Regions from separate parts of the Mus musculus genome. Here region 1 is linked to region 2. The links are chromatin contacts, called in public promoter capture Hi-C maps. All regions are on one chromosome and are shown on one strand. Each heading gives the region's core, a stretch centred on a gene start, on an enhancer-like site or on the middle of the called end of the contact. The rest is flanking DNA. Distances are from core to core; before and after follow the strand shown.

Region 1 (2,700 bases), core at 164-2,663, 1.4 Mb after region 2:
TATCGTTCCACCCCAAATTCCCTTATTTGGTAATTTATAGACTGGTACCTCTGGAACTGGGCAAGGCAGTGTATTACTAGCCTTTCCTCTTTAATTGAAGCCAAAGGTGACACATAGGCTTAGTACCATCGGCCAGCCGGGGAGCATAGTAAAGTGTGCTTGGGGGAGGGGCGTCTGAGGAAGTGACAGAAGGGTTTAACTATCTGACCTTGCTCAAGTCACTTCACATTCTCTGAGTTGCAGTTAATTTGCCTTAAGAGTGAAATGAATTTTTCTCTAAGATTTCTTGTTACTTTTTTTTTTTTTTCAAGAGCTGATACTTTGGAGTCACTCTCGAAGCATCGAGTCTGGCCTCTTATCAAAGTAGTAAGTACACAGCTACTCATCACAGCGCAGTCTGAGAGATAAGTAGGTGCACGCAGAGTGCACTAGCCATGAAGATGCAGCCTCCTTTACTGCAAACTCGAAACCGTGCCAACCTGCTGAAATAAATTCATGGCAGAGCACAAAACTCCAGGCTTGCCTTTAATTACGCAATCTTAGGCAGTAACAGAGCAAGCCTATTTTGAAGGTTGACTTGCCTGGGCTTCTATCTAATGCTCTTCCATGAATTTCTCTCTCGTGCAACTGTTTCGCTTGAAGCTTTTGGAATGTAGCTTGTTACAAGACTCGGATCCCAGCACAGCTTAAGAGGTAAGACTCTTTGAGAGTATCGCTATTCGAGTCCTTGTCACCTTCTCTGATGGGAGACCTTCATGTTTCAGACCTTATATCCAGTCCGCCAATCTAAAGTTGTTTATGATGGACTTTGTGAGAAAAAAAAAAAATTCAGGAATGTAGGGGGAGTAAAAAGACTAGTGAACTACAAACACTGAGTTCAAGGTTCTTAAAGACCAAGGGAACAATGTTAATAATGTAAGTCCTTTATCACCCCTATTCTGGCCAACTATGATGAGTAAGCACTTAGAAGGCTGAAGCAGGAGGATTGCCATCAGTTCAAGGCCGGACACTGTACAAAGTAAGATTCTCTCAGGGGTGGGGGTCGGGCAAAAAACTAGAGTGGATTAATAATAAATATAAAATTAATAAAATGACATTCTAAATCAGGATTGGAAACACTGGCTTTTCCTGCTCCTTCCACTTGACTGCTCCTGTCTCTCCATGACAGGAAGAGTTTCTTTTGGCCTTTACAGGCGTTTCGGAAAGCTGGACACACAAACAGCACACTAAACCCCGCTCATTCGCAGACACCACGTTGTGCTGGCGGGCCCGTGCTTCGGAATCTGTAGTTGATTAACCCAGAGCCTTATCAGGGCTGGAGCATGGCTGTTTCCATAGGCCCAAGGAGCACGGTGGGGCAGCCAGACTGTGAGTCACTGCGTACTTACATCGCTCTTCCGAAACTTTGCTTTCAGGCTCTTCATGTTTAGTCCATTCAGCCTTCCAAAGTCCTGGGAGATTTGTCAATACCTAAGCAGAGAGGGAGAGAAAAAAATGAATGAATGTAGCTTGCCAAGTAAACACTACAGATTTTCTCCCCTGATTGGATTACGACACTGGGCTATGAGGAGGCGGAGGAGATAGGGTTGGACTGAGCTGGCTGTCAGTGAGCAGCGGGGTGGCAGCGAAGAACATAAAGCTCTCCCACTCACGATACACACCCGCAGACCCCCTGACACGTACAAATTAGAAGAAAAACAGAAAACAAAAAAACGAGAACTGTTTTATCCTCTTCGTATATTTTAGCTGACATAGAAAACCTGCACATACCTCCCACCTCAACTGTGATATTTAGAAATACATATACATTGCAGAACAGCCAATGGGCCAATTAACCCACCCGTTACTTCACACGCTTCTCACTGTACTACGATGAGAACCTTTAAGCCCTGGTAATGTCAAGTACACAGACTGCCATTTACAGGAGTCACCAGGCCACACAACAGAGCTCTGGAGTCCATTCCTCTTGTCAAGCAGAAACATATCTTTCGATTGGCATTTACTCAGTCCATCTCCTCACTTCCAGTCCCTTGGCAATAAACACTCTACTCTGCTTCAGGGTCTTAGACTTAAATTACCAAGCATATAAGATTGGGGCGTCTGTGAGTCTCGCCCGACTCTCTTCTCTGCTGTGGTTGGGGTGTGGCTTGCTGGGGAATTCCAGTATTGGAAGCTTGGTGATATGGGAGGTGATGGGATCACTAAGAGGCGAGGTCTGCAGGGAGGTCTTTGTCATTGGGAGAGTGATCTCTGAAGGGCTCCCTGGTCTCTTGGGATGAGAGCAAAGTGACCCTTAAAGCTCCGCCCTTCCAGCAAGTGGAGCTTTCCCTTTTACAGGGTCTCCCAACACTGTCATTTGCTCCAAGGTCTTCTAAAGAAACATGCCTTTGAACCTGCGCAATCACCAACTAATAATCCTTCCTTGATAGTGTTATCCAGACATGGGTATTTCATTACAGTAATAAAAACCAAAGCAGCACATGCCTACTGAAGTAATCAATGTATCCTTCATTTTGCAGTCGTACAACTGACCTCCTTTTAAGGGTTAAATAGGAGATGAGAGAAAAGCGTTCCTCTTCCACGTGCTGTTTATCCCTTGCTTATTTTTCCAGTGCTTGCCTCCCTCCCCTGCTCCTCTTAAATGCACAGTGCAGTTGGTAGAAAATGCCAAGAACAACATAATCTCCCTAATAAATACCT
Region 2 (2,700 bases), core at 75-2,574:
GGGGGAGGGGGAGGGGGAGGGAGAGGGAGAGGGAAAGAGGGAGGGGGAGGGAGAGGGAAAGAGGGAGGGGGAGGGAGAGGGAAAGAGGGAGGGGGAGGGGAAGGGAGAGGGAGAGAGAGAGAGAGAGAGAGAGAGAGAGAGAGAGAGAGAGAGAGAGAGAGAGAGAGAACTTTTGCTTCCAGAACCTCAGTGGACATGATGGTGCTCAGACACTTTGGGTGAGGGTGGAATTTCCTTACTCTCTTCACTGATACCAAAACTACTTCCATCTGGAAGGAGCCTCACACCTGGCCAAAAGTGATGCCTTCCTTACCAGCTGTCTGAGTATCCCTTAGTCTACTGTAGCTGACAATAAGTTAACCATTACCCTAATACATTTGAGAAATATGAGAACAAAAGTTTGACTGAGTTTTTGGGGGAAGAACACTGCAGTCCTCTTTCTCACACTATTTCTTCTTCTTTTTGTCTCTTCAGTTTTATGACTGTGAATTATACCAGAGTATCATGCTTAAACTCAGGCATAGACAAAGTCTTAGAGACACAAGACACACTGCTACAGAGTAGAGCAGAATTCAAGGCTGTATTCTGCATGCTTGGTAAATACAGAGGCAGATTCTTTTCCTGCTTTGGAGCTGGAAACTGCACTGGGAAACTTGGCTAAAGCAGTTTGGTTTTACACTGGAGTGTGAAGATGACTGCTCGGGGCAGTGTGCTCCTTCCTCCCGTGCTGATCTACAAGTAAACGGATCTGGACTCTGTCCTGAACTTGTTCTTGGAAGGATTGTGGAATAGTTCTGTTCTGTTTCATGAAGTTCATTCAGAATTGGAGGTTTAACAATTTTTTCTTCTGCCTTTTGGGTACATAGGCCACTAGCACATTTTCATGCATCTGTGAATAGTAAGACATGTCAAGCAATAATCTTGAGTGTTTTCCTTGAAGATTAGTTCATGATTGGCACCACTGGAGATTTAAAAACTTGTACCCAGGGTAATGAGCTCCAGACATGGCATTAGGATACAGATAGAGGAGTGATGGAGGAAGTAGCATCTTGTAAGCTTGTGACTAGGCTTGTAAAATGTCCATGGTATATGCCACTTTAGGATGCGGTCATTGACAGGGTTTGCCAAGGTCCCTACATTCCCACTTTAGAGTTTTTTGAGGCTAACAAGGAAAATATTGTGATTTTAGGACAAGTTAAAAATTAACTCTTCACCTGTTTTTTCTTTCAACACTAGTTAAGGAGGGTGAAACAGTATCCACTGGAAAGAGATTAGCAGAGACAAGGCCAAGGGCAAAAGGGCATTTGGAAAAAGAATATAAACTATTTTCTCCCTTTACCCCATTTCACGGCAACAGACAGTGCTTTGTGACAGAGCCTTACAGGATCCCTTAGTGGAGCACAGCTTTCTAGGTGTGCAACCTGTGCCAGGGCTTCACATGTTCTATAGATGGCTGCACATCGGAGTTGGCTTCTTGTGAGCTTCTTTCTCCTTGAGGTTCTTCTCTTGGAGGCTGCAAAAATCCTGACTATATCTACACTGAGTAAGTTCTTGCTGGGAATATAGAGTCTTCTTAAACTGTGATACCTGGGTTAACATGTTTCACAAAAATCACACATAATTGACCTTACATGAGATTTTTCTATCTAGGTGTAGACCACACCTGTGGGAGGGGCTATGGACTGTGTGTGCAAAGTTGTGCTCAGAGAGGACTCTACCCAAGGGAGAGAACAGCAGTAGATGGTGATATAATGTGATGTGGAAACAGCAGGAGGAATGCAGAGGGGGGTTTGTAAGAAAGGCTTCTCTACTGGGGTTTTAGTTGTGAGTGGGTGGGAGGCAGATCATGCAGTGTTCAGCCTATTTATCCCACAAAGGGAGCAGTGAACATTTCTTGATTTTTCTGGGGAAGCTAACATTCATAAACATTTTTGGTTTTGAAAGATGTTCTTCTATATAAGTACCCAGGCCTCAAAGTTTGCATGTCACCAGGACATCATCTTATTTCCAGGACCTGATATGTTACTCTTAACATCACAAATGTCCTGGTTCCATGGTTTGGTTTGGGGCTCATGATAACAGCAACTTCATGTACATGGATCACTGATAAAAGACTGAGCCAGATCTGGGTGTGGTGGCGAATGCCTCTAATCTCAGCACTCAGGAGGCAGAGGCAGGCAGATTTCTGAGTTCAAGGCTAGCCTGGTCTACAAAGTGAGTTCCAGGACAGCCAGGGCTATACAGAGAAACCCTGTCTCAAAAAAACGAAAACAAAACAAACAAACAAACAAACAAACACCAAAAACAACAACAACAAAAAGACTGGGTCAGGTAGGAGAAATACATATTAGTGCCAACAGGTAATAGGTCACAAGAAGCCTGTATATAGGCTTTGTGAAAACAATTTTCTTTTCAAATAGTCAATTTGTTTGGATTTATAGTTGAATAGGATGTAACCCAAGAATTAGGGCAAGAAAGGACACAGATATAATAGCGTGGCAGAGGTGAAGAAAGTTTTATCCCATTGTGCTAGGAAAGAATTCTAGCAGAATTAACCTTCAAACTTCTGCAAAGGATCGTAAACACTTAACTTCTAACCTGTGATCAGAACTCACTTATAATAGAAATTACCCAAAAGCCAAATTATCTGTCGTTTTATGGCAAAGCTATTGACATTTTGGGTTTAACAATGAATGGTAA

What was found. Promoter capture Hi-C pulls out the DNA fragments that hold promoters and counts their contacts.
Region 1: a contact with region 2 is called in a promoter capture Hi-C map of liver, with 4 times the contacts expected there. The contact joins the enhancer-like site here to the promoter of Ugt3a1 in region 2. A contact is called at or near these places in 2 of 39 promoter capture datasets (liver and pre-B cells) and 1 of 9 other capture datasets (liver).

The regions. Positions count from the first base shown.
Region 1 is chr15:10,688,983-10,691,682 of GRCm38.p6, forward strand. It overlaps Rai14 (retinoic acid induced 14), which reads right to left. Exons shown (of 18, transcript NM_001166408.1): 2 at 1,389-1,470. The coding sequence starts at 1,424. Among named protein-coding and RNA genes, the nearest start is that of Gm52214, 19 kb to the right of the region's middle. Within about 2 kb of position 1,414, at least 82 of the 459 cell types and tissues checked have an H3K27ac peak or open chromatin away from gene starts, as enhancers often do. A contact at or near this core is called in liver, where this site is marked.
Region 2 is chr15:9,278,505-9,281,204 of GRCm38.p6, forward strand. It overlaps Ugt3a1 (UDP glycosyltransferases 3 family, polypeptide A1), which reads left to right and starts at 1,325. Exons shown (of 7, transcript NM_207216.2): 1 at 1,325-1,543. The coding sequence starts at 1,450.